Regions from separate parts of the Mus musculus genome. Here region 2 is linked to region 1. The links are chromatin contacts, called in public Hi-C maps. All regions are on one chromosome and are shown on one strand. The core of a region is the stretch at or near the end of the contact, and the rest is flanking DNA. Distances in the headings are between cores, read along the strand shown.

Region 1 (6,669 bases), core at 1,773-4,272:
AAACAGTGGGGTGGTGGTATGGTGATTGCTGCCCCTCACAGAGCTACTGCAACAGGCAGAAGGCATACTCCATTACATGGGGACGAGGAAGGATGGAGATCATTGCCACGAGGCAGTACAGGCAGCTTATGGCAAGTTGGTGGCAGAGCCCTGACGTTTTCATCCATCTCTCTGTTCAAGCCACCTGCTTTATGGAATCAACAGGTTTCAGTAGTGGGACAGTGAGGTCTGGCCTATATAGATGACAGCTGTGTCACTGAGTGAGGACTGAGATGGAGGTCAAACGTAGATATCTTCTTTCTTTGAGAATTCTCCTAAGATTTCGGACATATAAAAAATGGGGCTAAAACCTAATTAACACATACACAGCATGCACATAAAACATATGAGCACACAGCATTTTTAACCTCTGGTATGTAATCTCATGCCAGAGTCACAATTATTGCTCTAACAGGTGGGGTTTTCTTTTTTTTTTAAATAAAATCAATAAACATATGCTGCAACTTGGCTCTATATGGAATTACAGCAAGGTATAGATTGCACCTTATTTTAATAACTTCCAACAGGTGTGAGCTGTGCTGTCTTAGGGTTTCTGCTTCTGCACCATCATCGTGACCAAGATGCAAATTGGGGAGGAAAGGGTTTATTCAGCTTACACTTCCAAATTGCTGTTCATCACCAAAGGAAGTCAGGACTGGAACTCAAGCAGGTCAGAAAGCAGGAGCAGATGCAGAGGCCACAGAGGGATGTTACTCACTGGCTTGCTTCCCCTACCTTGCCCTACTTGCTTTCTTATAGAACCCAAGACTACCAGCTCAGAGATGGTCCCACCCACAAGGGGCCTTTCTCCCTTGATCACTAATTGAGAAAATGCCTTACAGCTGGATCTCATGGAGGCACTTCCTCAACTGAAGCTCCTTTCTCTGTGATAACTCCAACCTGTGTCAAGTTGACACACAAAACCAGCCAGTACATGTGCCTTGCTCTGAAAAACTTCAGATATAATTCTAGGTTATGGTTTAATACAAGAATCAATGAACTTGGACCAGCAAGATGGTTCGGAGAGTAAAGGCACTTGCTTCCATGGCCAACAATGAGCTCCATCCTGGAGACCCACATGTCGGATGGAGAGAACCGATTCCCACAAGTTGTCCTCTGACCTTCACAAGTACACAGCGGCATGCACCTCCTACCCCAACAAATAAATGAGTGTAATTAAGAGAAAAGAATCAAGAGCCTGTCCAACCCCCTGATGAACTAAAAAACAAACAAACAAACAAACAAAAAAACCTTCTAGACTAAGCATGTGGTTCGATCAGCTGGCATGGGAGACAGGAGAAACTGAAGAGGTTGGACATGAGGCTCCCATCCTAAGTTGTTTCTAGCTTCCATTTCTTACAACTTCCTGGTCTCAGCAATTACAGCCAGTGGCCCCAGGGGGCAAAGGGCAGCAGCATCTGGAACACATTTCTATGGCAGGGATGCAGTCAGAGAGTCCAGTAGTTCACAATTAGTCTGCATCATGGAAACAGACTACAAAGCCCCAAATAAACGTGTCCTAATTCCACTGCTAGTCCCGAGGGAGCTGAAGCCAATTTAGATGGAGCCTAAAGTGTTATAGGAAATATAAAATAGCACCACTAACTTCCACCATCTTCTCACTGGCCAGATGGGCCTCATAGCACTAACCGCAGTATCAGGATGAAGTGGAAAACTTAATCTTCCTGTGCTCCAGGGCTTCTCAGGTGTAGGTATGGTCCCCGCCCAGTGCTATTCTATAATATACAGAACCTATTTATAATCTAACACCACGTCTATCGCTGGGTAGGAGAATTTTAGGGTATGCTATAACGTTACATGAGATGATTCCCTTAGGACTGGCTCTTGTACACGTGTTTGAGCGAATGCCAATGAACACAGGTATCCATCTAGGAAAGTGCTTATGACATACATACACAGTAATCAGAGATTTTGGGAGGTGGAAAGAGGTGTCTGAAGCAACGTGGAGGTCTGCTAGACACGCTTTTAGCACTTTTTTTTTTGTAAGAGTGAGACTGCTGTGGAATGTTGTCCTCTGAGCATAGCATGGCCGTTAGCATCTGAATCAGCAGCTTTGAGTACTGGCAGGAAATGGCAGCAAGACTATGCACAGTCATTCATAGGAGGAAGGGAAAGCTTCAGAGACTTACCAGGGAGGCCAGCCACGCCCTACCTCCTAAGCAGCACTTGTTCCCTCATGCAACTGTACACAGCTGCACACTGCTACCTCGGGTGACTAGGCGGTAAACAGTTAGGCAAAGGGGCCTCTATCTTTGCAGTGTTTGAGAGGTCTACACTCGTGCTTGGTTGGGACTTCCAGTGATGCTGGTGTTTTAAGGGTCCTCTGTATTCCATTAGGTAAGCCTGATAAACTCACCGGTTCACAAAGCTAGGCACAGTGGCATACCATATAAAGTATCAAATTCGTATATCTTTGGATTTTATTGTGTTGGAAAGTTTGATTTTTTTTAGTCCTAAAAACCACATGGTATTGGTACACAGAGAGAGACAGGTAGTTCAAGGGAATAGAATTAAAGAGCCACAATTGAACTCACACACCTATGGTCACTTGATCTGTGACAAAGAAGCCAAAACCATCCAGTGAAAAAAAGACAGCATATCAGCCAATGTTGCTGGCTTAAGTGTCAGCCAGTATATGGAAAAATGCAAATTGATACATTCCTTCAGTGCTATCTGGGGTAGGGTCCTATCTGGGGTGAATACACTCCAGGAAACGTTCCCACCACAGAGGCCAACAGCAGTTGGAGCTTGAAAAGGTTTTCCTGATTTTTCTCACCTCCAGCAGGTCGATGTCTGAAGCAAAATTAGAAGCAGGTTGGAGAAGCTCCTGAGTGTGACCCTGGCGACCTCACCCTCTTTATTAGAAAACCTGAAGCCTTGCAACATGGTTAGACAGTGTAGAGTCCACCTACTCCGAGGTCTGTATGCACATCTGGGAGTGTCCTGTGTTGGGCTCAGGACCAGGAAAAAGACAACTGTTTCTATCTTGCCTTTTGAACGCCCTGGCTGATGGAGTCCTTGAACTCTGTAGCATGGTACGGAGATCCAGGGACTTCCCTCGGCCTACAGTATTTGGTTAGATAAGGGCACTGCTATTCTACAGCTAAAATAGATCAGTCAGGAAGGCACCCTCCCTCAGCATGATCTCCAACTATCAACAGCTTCTGGGAGCACGCCTACTCTTCTGCATTCTAAGGAAGGTGAGAGAAAGAAAGATTCCCTCAAGGAAGGGAAGCCAGTGGACAGACCCCAAGGATAAGAAAAGCATTCAGAATCAAACAGGTTTTTCCTAGCTGCCCGTGTCTGGTGACAGATTTCACCAATGTACGCTCAGACAGTCCACAGCTTCTTACACTGTGGGCTGCTACACCATATGGAAGTCACATAATTCAATGTGGGGAGAGAGTTGCAAAAGAAAACAACAACAACAAAACAAAAACAAATCAGCAATAGTAAAAGGTTTCTGAAAGTACAAACAAGATTAATAAACAAATCAAATGTGCAACAAGTCTTGGATGATTCTGGTACTCTTGCCTTTCTTGCCTTTCTGCAGCCCTGGTTCTGAGCACACACAAGGACTGTGTATCATGCGACGCCATCCAACACCAATGGGCACAGCCCGAAACACCTCAGTTCAGACATGAGACATGACGTGCAGTATGAACTGCTCTGTTTTTTTACTGCACATATAAAGTTTTTACTGCACGCTAATATAGTGGGTTAATGGAAAACAGAGTCTTGGAACATTTTTCTATTGCCCATACCATATAAAGTATCAAATTCATATATCTTTGGATTTTATTGTGTTAGAAAGTTTGATTTTTTTTAGTCCTAAAAACCACATGGTATTGGTACACAGAGAGAGACAGGTAGTTCAAGGGAATAGAATTAAAGAGCCACAATTGAACTCACACACCTATAGTCACTTGATATGTGACAAAGAAGCCAAAACCATCCAGTGAAAAAAAGACAGCATATCAGCCAATGTTGCTGGCTTAAGTGTCAGCCAGTATGTGGAAAAATGCAAATTGATCCATTCTAAAAAAAAAAAAAAAAAAAAAAAAAAAAAAGAGAGAGAGAGAGAGAGAGAGAGAGAGAAAGAAAGTAAGTTTGATTTTAAGAATTGCTGTTTCTGAGTTGTTGACCTACATTTCGTAAGAGATAGCTGTGAAGTTTGGCTTGGGATTAGGATAGAAATTCCAACTATTTCTGAAGTTACCTTAAAAATTGCCACTACCATTCTTTGCTATGTATTTATGCAAAGCAGAGTTCTCCGTATAGATTATTCAAAGCACTGATTAACTCTGAGAAATGTTGAAGATGTCCTACATTCTGCAGTATCAAGCATTCGACCATGATTTTAATTAAGTAAAAATAAGCACACACGGGCTGGAGAGATGGCTCAGTGGTTAAGAGCACTGACTGCTCTTCCAGAGGTCCTGAGTTCAATTCCCAGCAAACACATGGTGGCTCAAAAACATCTATAATGAGATTTGCTGCCCTCTTCTGGTGAGCAGGCATATATTTAGGCAGAATACTGTATACATAATAAATAAATCTATCTTTTTTTTAAAAGAAAGTACTGCTGCTCTTTTTAAAAAGCACACTTATCTTAATAGTATGTAAACTTGTTTTTTTTAAATAAAATGTAGAATTATATGTTTACCAAACAACTGTTTCTTATCACCAAATGTTCGATTTGTATACATATATTATAAACTTATATTCTGGGATTGCATAAACATTTCTTGGGCAGAAAGAGGCCTATCATCCTAACACTGAGAGGCTGAGACAGGAGGACTGCTAAGCATCTGAGGCCAACCTAACCACATAACTGTAAATGTCTGTTTTATTTCCTCAGTGGAAGTGATGAGATGAGAGCTACGCCCAAGCTGTGCAAATCCATGGCTTGGGCTGAGCCCAGAGCATTTCTTCCTCTGTTCTAACTATGCCTAGGCTAGGCCTAGAAGCTCTTAGCCTTCGTATAATCTGATCTACCAAGTTGACTGACTCAATCTGGCTTCTCTCTGTGTCTCCCTGAATTGCTCTGCTTGGCCTCATACTAACATCAGCAATCTGTTCTAATCTTCTGGCTCATTCTCATTTTCTGGCTCATTCTGTTTTCACTTGTGTCTAGCTTGATCTCTCTGCAACCTGCCTTTGTAAAACTGTCATACACACACACCACCTCTCTCCTCCAGCCCTCCCCCCCCCCTTCCATAGCCTCTCCTGTGCTGGTGCGAGTTGGGCGTATCCTATCTCTGACTCATTCTGTCAAATCTTTTTCTGATTTGTCACTTTGTCTGCCCCCCAGTTAGACAGGACTTTCAAACATGGCTGCTTCCTTCTACAAACGAACCTTACCTTTATTGTTAGGGATTAAAGGTGTGCACTAAAGTGTGTCTGCATTCCAGCCAGATCACAGAGACCTAGAAGCTCTTTGAGTGTGATCCCTTGCCAGAGCAGCCATGTTGCTGGATTAAAAGTTCTCTACACATAAAGAGTATTAGGCTAGCCAGGGATACACAGAAGGACTTTGTTTCAAACAGCAAACAAACAAAAACTCAAACCAAATCAACCAAGTGAATGAACAAGCAAACAGCCCTAATTATTTTTCCCAAATATTTATTTTGTTGAAAGTTTCTCAAAGCATTAGGTGTATGTACAGCTTCGTGTGTGCACCAACTGCATATTCAGGTGTGTAGAAATCAGAGGTTGATATTAAGTGTCTTCCCCAGTTGATTTCCACATTACGTTTTGGAGCTCAGAGTTTCAGTGAAGCTAGGTGGTCCTTGAGCTCTGGGGACTAACCCATCTCTGCCTCTACAGCCCTGGGATTACAGATGTGTGCCATTGTGCCTGGCCTTTCACGTGGATGCCACAGATACGAACTCAGGTCCTCGTGACCGAGCAGCAAGCTGTTCAGAATGAGCCATCTCTCCATCCTCAGTTTCTACACTGTTGACATTCAGACAAGACAATCAGTATTGGCTACGGGCCCCACTCTTGTGATTGGCCAGCCTGCCACTCACTTACAGTGTACTCAATAAACTTAAAAAAAAAAAAGTGAAAGAGGAACGGAAAGGAAGGGGAAGAGGAAGGGGAAGAGGAAGGGGAAGGGGAAGGGGAAAGGGAAAGGGAAAGGGAAAGGGAAAGGGAAAGGGAAAGGGAAAGGGAAAGGGAAAGGGAAAGGGAAAGGGAAAGGGAAAGGAAAGGAAAAGACAACTAGAACTGAGCTTGGTAGAAAGAAAATTAGAGAAAATAAAAAACTTCCAGCCCTCCTCTCATTTTCCACAGTGGCTGTTTTACATATAATGTAATAAAATACTCAAACAAGTTTCCCAGTCACACAAGGGTTATCCAAAAAAGGGTCATCCTTGTCATCTTCCCAGCTCTGTGGCTTAGAAGGATGGCTGCTTACATTCTGTACTGGCTAGTTTTGTGTCAACTTGACACAGCTGGAGGTATCACAGAGAAAGGAGCTTCAGTTGAGGAAATGCCTCCATGAGATCCAACTGTAAGGCATTTTCCCAATTAATGATCAAGGGGTCATCCGTGACTTCAAACTCAGGCTTCCTCATCACAGTTAGGAACCAGGCAACGGTCTTG
Region 2 (6,669 bases), core at 1,091-3,590, 150 kb before region 1:
CCATACCTGCAGTTAAAGCTGGGACTCATTAAGAGCTGGGTTGAAATGATCTAAATATTTTGCTATGGACCATAATAAACCAGGATTATTTAACATCTGTAATTTACGGGTTTGATTCAAGATGACAGTGTCTGGAGGGTCAGCTGCTTGTGTAAGAGTGAGAGGAGCCTCTCATTGGTTGGCTTTATTTCTCTACTGTAATTGGGTTATTTATGGACAGGTTATGGCTTTCTTCTGGATGAAATAAACTGGGTGTTATATAATTACATTTTTAAGCCTCTCTTAAAGTCAGAATGTTAAAAATTGCAAAAAAGGGAGGGTATAGCCTACATGAATAAAATTCCAGCATTGTCTTGGTATCTCAAGTAAAGCTGTACCATCCTCTATGTTTGGGGAAAATTCTGTCCAAAGGGGCCAGAGATAAGATGTAGTAGTTAGGATCATGTGCTATTTGTTCTTGCAGAAGATCTGAGTTTGGTTCCTAGCACCCATGTTGGCCATGTTATACAGTGGTGTATAATTCCATTTCCATGAGACTCTAATGCCTCTGTGAGCACCTGCATTCACATGTACACATACACCTACCTACCCACACACACACACACATACACACACACACACACATACACACACACACACACACACAATTAAAAATAATAAATCACAATTAAAAATAATAAATCTGTTGCAATCATATTTAAGAGGATCTGATCCATATGAAACAATCTAACTGAACCTACTAAAGTAGCTAAGAGTTACCATGTAAATGAAATCAAATCAAGAAAGTCATTTCACAATGTTAATTGAAGACATGCTGGCAAACCTGGTAATTGTTACAACCGTTTATGATAGTAGCCAGTGAGAGTATTACTAAAATTCTGATGGGGTGGTTTTTGTGGTAGTCTTAATATTTACAGTTCTAAACCTTTTTTTTTGTGGAGACTGAAATGATGGCTCAGCAGTTAAGAGCGTGCATGCTGCTCTTCAAAGGACACAAGGTTCATTCCCAGCACCCAGTTCCTTCCCGCACAATTTTCTGACATTCCCATTTCAGAGACTCCAAGGCAAACTCCTGGTGCCTGCAAGCAGCCATACTCACATGATAAACACACATAAATCAAAATTTTGAGACTGGTTTTAGATAGCTTTTGTGCTTTGAACTAAGATGAAGTGAATGTTAGTGCTATGTTGTGGGACACATAAAAAACATGGGTTTGGAAACCATGACAGTTCAGGTGTTTGTTTTTGAGAGAGGGTCTCCCAGGCTGTCCTGAAACTCCTGCATCAGTTTTCCTAGTGCCTGGAGCCTCAATGGCCACCATGATGGCGCAGTTCTAACCAAACACCAAAAAGAATTGATAACGGATATATAAATGTGTAATCAAGACATAATGTAGACCACATTGTTGTTTTGGGTTTTGTTTGTTTGTTTGTTTTGGTTTTTCGAGACAGGGTTTCTCTGTAAAGCCCTGGCTGTCCTGGAGCTCACTTTGTAGACCAGGCTGGCCTCGAACTTAGAAATCTGCCTGCCTCTGCCTCCCGAGTGCTGGGATTAAAGGCGTGCGCCACCACGCCCGGTGGACCACATTGTTTTAAAGATGCATTAGATTTCAGAAATCAGATACTCTACAGATAGCATATGTCATTATGCCTCTTCACAGGCACATCTAGGCCTTAGTCAATCTTAGAAAGACTACCCAACTAGGATTCTGTTGGCAGCAACCAACTGTAGATAATCTAGAAAATAATTTATTTGAAGCAGGTGGGATGCCTGGCCTCAGAGGGGAGCTGAAGGAACCGATCTAAATATTGAGCTCCAAATGGGTTTTATTTTTAGCAAAGATTGCTCAAGGCCTTCTATTATTCCTTCATTGGCCTTCAGGAACTTTGCCTGTTGTTCTGAGAACTCCTTGGGTTATTAAAATAGATGGCATTGAGTATAGGGGTCTGTTGGAGACATTGAGACTAAGAACAAAAGGAGATGGGTAAATTCATTCTAAAAACTTCTGGAGAGAGTGTTGGACAAACTAGAGTGGCAGTTAGCCAGCTGACTGTGAACCACAGGTAACCCAGTGGGTGTGCAGAGAATGAGAAGGGAGCCATTCCTGTGGACAGGCTTCCAAGGGCTGGTGTGTGGGACCCTGCTAAGTTCTTTCGCTTGGAGTGCTATTTACTATGGCCAACTCTGCCTAGGTAAAATAACTTAATGTTTTTATACTAGCTGGCTGATACAAGAGAGCTGTGGAAAGTGAAACAAAACACAGGTTTTTGTTTCCAGTGAGTGCAAGACCTTTCCTCTGACAAGAGTAAAGGGCAGATCGTTGCCTGTTCCAGTCCTAGTTGCACTGGACCTGTGCGGTGTCTTTAACTGAACAAGTTGGCTGGCTTGGCTGAGCCCCTACTCACCCCGATACCAGCTTTTCCATCTTGTTTTTTGGAGCTGGGAGGAGTTTGGGTTCCACCTTCAGATGCTTGTCGCTTTCATTTGTTTTTAATTCTGAAAGGTGGAATCCAGTCATCTTGAGAACATACAAGGCATCTAGACCCTTTCCTGGCATGTTCTTGACAAAATTCAAAGTAGCGGGATTGTAGCCTAGCGGTCTATTTTTGTAGGTGTGTTTGCCCTTGCAGTTTGTCCCAATAAATACACTGTTGTCTTCAATCTCTCCTGAATTACCCTCATCTTTGCAAAATATCCCTGGCAGATAAACACACAGATCCTTCCTCCATTCATACTGGTCTACTCTCTGCACTAATACTGCCAAGGTAAGGCCAAGCTTACCTCTGAATGGCTTACTTCTCTCCAAATGAAGAGGGTTGGCTTGTTTTCTTTTGGGTTGTTTGTTTGTTTGTTTGTTTTTTGTTGTTTTTAAAAATTGTTTTCCCCACTCTGATTTGCTAGCCTCATAATAAAATAGTTTTTTTTTTTACCTCTAGAACCTGGCTAAAATGTTCAAATCTAGCAAGTAGCCCATTTGTTTTTACTAATTTAAGTAAAATAACTTTGGAATGCATATAGTGAACCGTTTGAGTGCCATCTTCGTTTGGTAACTGTTCTGTGCGACCCAGTAAAAGTATTCCCCAAGGAACTATGTTGATGCCAGGGTTGGGAAAGATCAGCATCCCTATACAGACGGTCTCTAACTGCCTATTAGTAGACAATGGACATTTGAGTCATTCAAAAGCTGCATCGTCCCCTTAAACCTTTAGGCACAAGAACAACTAGCTCGTCTGTTAGATTCACTGGTTTCTTGCCTGGAAGGACACCTATGCAGAATATAAATGCTTGCAAGACTCAGATGCCTCATAGAAAAGTGGGAAATGGGGGAGGGGAATGCAAACTTGCTGTTCTTGAGGAACCAAGATTGTTTATTTGCAGGACAGATGGGTTAGAAAGAAATATTGGGGCCTGATAAATACTGATGGCCTTAGTCAGGGTTTCTATTCCTGCACAAACATCATGACCAAGAAGCAAGTTGTGGAGGAAAGGGTTTATTCAGCTTACACTTCCATACTGCTGTTCATCACCAAGGAAGTCAGGACTGGAACTCAAGCAGGTCAGGAAGCAGGAGCTGATGCAGAAGCCATGGAGGGATGTTCCTTACTTGCTGGCTCTCCTGGCTTGCTCAGCCTGCTCTCTTATAAAACCCAAGACTACCAGCCCAGAGATGATCCCACCCACAAGGGGCCTTTCGCCCTTGATCACTAATTGAGAAAATGCCTTACAGTTGTATCTCATGGAGGCATTTCCTCAACTGAAGCTCCTTTCTCTGTGATAACCCCAGCTGTGTCAAGTTGACACATAACACCTGCCAGTACACTGATGTAAGGTCTGACTGATTGATTTATGTATGCTTTTCCAGGATTTGTTTGCACTTCCTTAAGAGTGACACATGATCATAGACATTTCTTGGACTTGTGTACCCTACTAATTGATAATAGGAGTCACCAACTATGATCTGAGGAGAAAACAACAAAGGAACTACAAATGATACCATTCACTCATTTTTTTTTAATTAATTAATTTTTTTTTTTTGAGACTGGATCTTATGCAGCCCAGGTTAGTTTCAAACTCACTCCATAGCCTAGGAAACATTGTACTTCTAATATGCCTGCCTCTACCTCCCAACACTGGGATAAACAAGTATGTGCCACTGTGTCTGATTTATACAGTGCTGAGAATCAAACCAAGGCCTGTGTGCATGCTAGGCAAACAGTCTACCTGCTGAGCCATGACTCAGCACCAGGTGATAGCTTTGCATTGGCGATTACACTACTAATATTTGTGGTGAAGTAGCAGAAAACTTGCATGATGCCATTAGAAGTACATCAGGCACTCAGGAAGAAGCAAGAGCTTTGTGCCTAGCGGCCCACCTTCCCCCAGCATGAGAGTGGAAATGTACTGCCTTAGGCACACAGAATACTGGCTGCTAAGGAGGGTCTGAAGATAAGATCTATACCTATAAGAGCAAGGGCTTTGGCTTCATCACCTTAGATTGTCCTGCAGTGAAATTCTGGGTAGAATTTCATAAGTAACCCAGTCACCTCGGAGAAGCAGGTGTCCAGCTAAGACTATGAGTCATTTACATCTGAAAGTCAAGTGTGAAAATGATGTGAATAAGGGCGCCTAGAAGAGAGTAGATACTGCTCTCCAGTTAGACATTGCTATGACCCCCTGACATGGCCACTGAGGCAGTAACCAAAATCACCAGTCAACGTGGTCTTTTGAGAGATTTATTGAATAAGAACAGGTACCAGCGGGACACTGAAACAGTTATGCTGTGTGCTACAGCAGAAAGGCACTCTACTGTCTTAAAATCACAACTTCATATGCTAAGAAGGCACTACAACCCTGTCACGTTTTCAGTGAAGACATAGTTTTAAAGGCAGCAGTGAATAAATAGCTCTGATGTAAGTGAGCACAGGCGCCATACAGTCGAAGACTCACTTTGCTGTGGTCACAGTATATAACTTACTCTCAGTAGAGCTTTTCCTAGCATTTTTAAAAAACGTGGCAGTATGAAAAAAATCAGTTTCTCTTTTCAGTCTGTGGTCTCTTCCAAAGAAACCTGTATGTAAAGATGCCTTTTCTCTTATGTATTTCTTGGCAACAATGAACCATGCATAAAATACCAAAATTCCCTCTTAGCAAATAAACCATCAAAGGACATCTCACAACAGGTTCATTCTGGAAACTTATAACATCAAGAGTTTGGGATACCCTAAACCTTCGGTCTCCAAGGTGGTTGCTTCTTAGCATCCTCAAGGAGAGCTTCACTAAGTAGCTTCAGGAAATCGGAACCTCTTCCTGTGTTGTCTAGGGTAGGCAGGGCCCTAGCTTAGGAGGATGGTCAGTCTTTCAGTGTCGGCAGTATTCACTAATGTCAACTTTGTATATTACAGTGCTCAGCAGCTCTCAAAGCTTATGTGTATATATCTTCACTAGGATGATGTTTGGATTTTATCTTTGCTACAGAAATCAAGTTTTAGCTTCTCATTAATAATGTGGGTTGGTTTTGATTACAGCGATCACTTAGGTGCTTCTATAATAACTATGGCCACAGCAAAGTGTGGGGAAAGTAGTCTACAATATACCCTGGTGGTTTAGTCTGGGGGGGGGGTTGTTTTGATCCAAGCATACCATGCTTTTGAAAAGTGCCAGCCAAACTAGAGTAACTATTCATAGAAGGCCATTAGAGCGTCTCTCTCTATTGGATGATGACATTTTCATGGCAGACATAAATTACATTGTTCTTTAAGACTTAATTTACATCTTCACATGAATTTTTCTTCCAGTTGCATCTTCAGCTCGTACATTGGGCAGTGATGGTATGTGTAGTTATGAAGTAAGAGTCCTGATATAACACATTTCCTTCAAAGCGACAGTGTGTGTGTATGTATATGTGTGTGTGTGTGTGTGTATGTATGTGTGTGTGTGTGTGTGTGTGTGTGTTTTCTTTTGGTAAGTGACATTGAGATTCCAGGCTGGCACAAGTAAGCTGGAAAGTATGATTCTGTTCTGGGCTAGTCAGCTAGCCACACAGTTACATTTTTAAGAAATCTGAGACATAGTGGCTGAGATGAAGTGTACAGTGCAAATGCTTTCATTCTGGAACGTACAACGATATTGCTTTCACCTAAGACTCAGTCTCCAGTGTGAGCTTCATAGACATAATGAACTTGGTTTTAAATTATGGTTACAGCTTTTTACTTCATTGCAAAAATACTAGCTTTAAAAAGTCACCGAGAAGCAATTGGATACAGAGCAGCTAAATCACAAAAATAGAAAAAAAAAATCGTCAGAGAGCACTTGAGGAAGAAGCCAGAGCCAGGAGCACCTAGTTGGTCTTCTCCAGAGACCTGTAGTAATCTGTCAACACTTTCCACGCTTTCGGGGCCATGAAGCCATCTGGGGGATCTTCTCCTTCCCGGGCGAGCTTCCTCATGCGAGTTCCTGAGATGAAGTCAAACTCCTCGTGCCTGTCAGTACAGCAACAGAGAGTTCAGCAGAGGGAAGTAGCAGCTCTTTAAAGATCCCTGGGGCTACATTGCTGATTTTATTTTGCATTTTTTTTCTTTTTTCTGTAAACAGCCAAATGTTTTAAAATGGGCAGTTGTCTCAGTCTTTAGCTCCGAATCTTGTGGAACAAAGAAGGGATAAAAGCAGGT

What was found. A called contact is a pair of places that touch in the nucleus more often than the background predicts.
Region 2: a contact with region 1 is called in a Hi-C map of liver, with 7 times the contacts expected there. A contact is called at or near these places in 18 of 484 Hi-C or Micro-C datasets (the C10 cell line, bone marrow-derived macrophages, cumulus cells and 9 more), 5 of 130 datasets of targeted methods (the HPC-7 cell line, the NIH/3T3 cell line, embryonic stem cells and 2 more) and 2 of 9 other capture datasets (embryonic stem cells and macrophages).

The regions. Positions count from the first base shown.
Region 1 is chr19:32,519,489-32,526,157 of GRCm38.p6, reverse strand. No RefSeq gene overlaps it. Among named protein-coding and RNA genes, the nearest start is that of Gm36419, 21 kb to the left of the region's middle.
Region 2 is chr19:32,665,237-32,671,905 of GRCm38.p6, reverse strand. It overlaps Papss2 (3'-phosphoadenosine 5'-phosphosulfate synthase 2), which reads right to left. Exons shown (of 13, transcript NM_011864.3): 13 at 4,719-6,480. The coding sequence ends at 6,339. Among named protein-coding and RNA genes, the nearest start is that of Atad1, 44 kb to the left of the region's middle.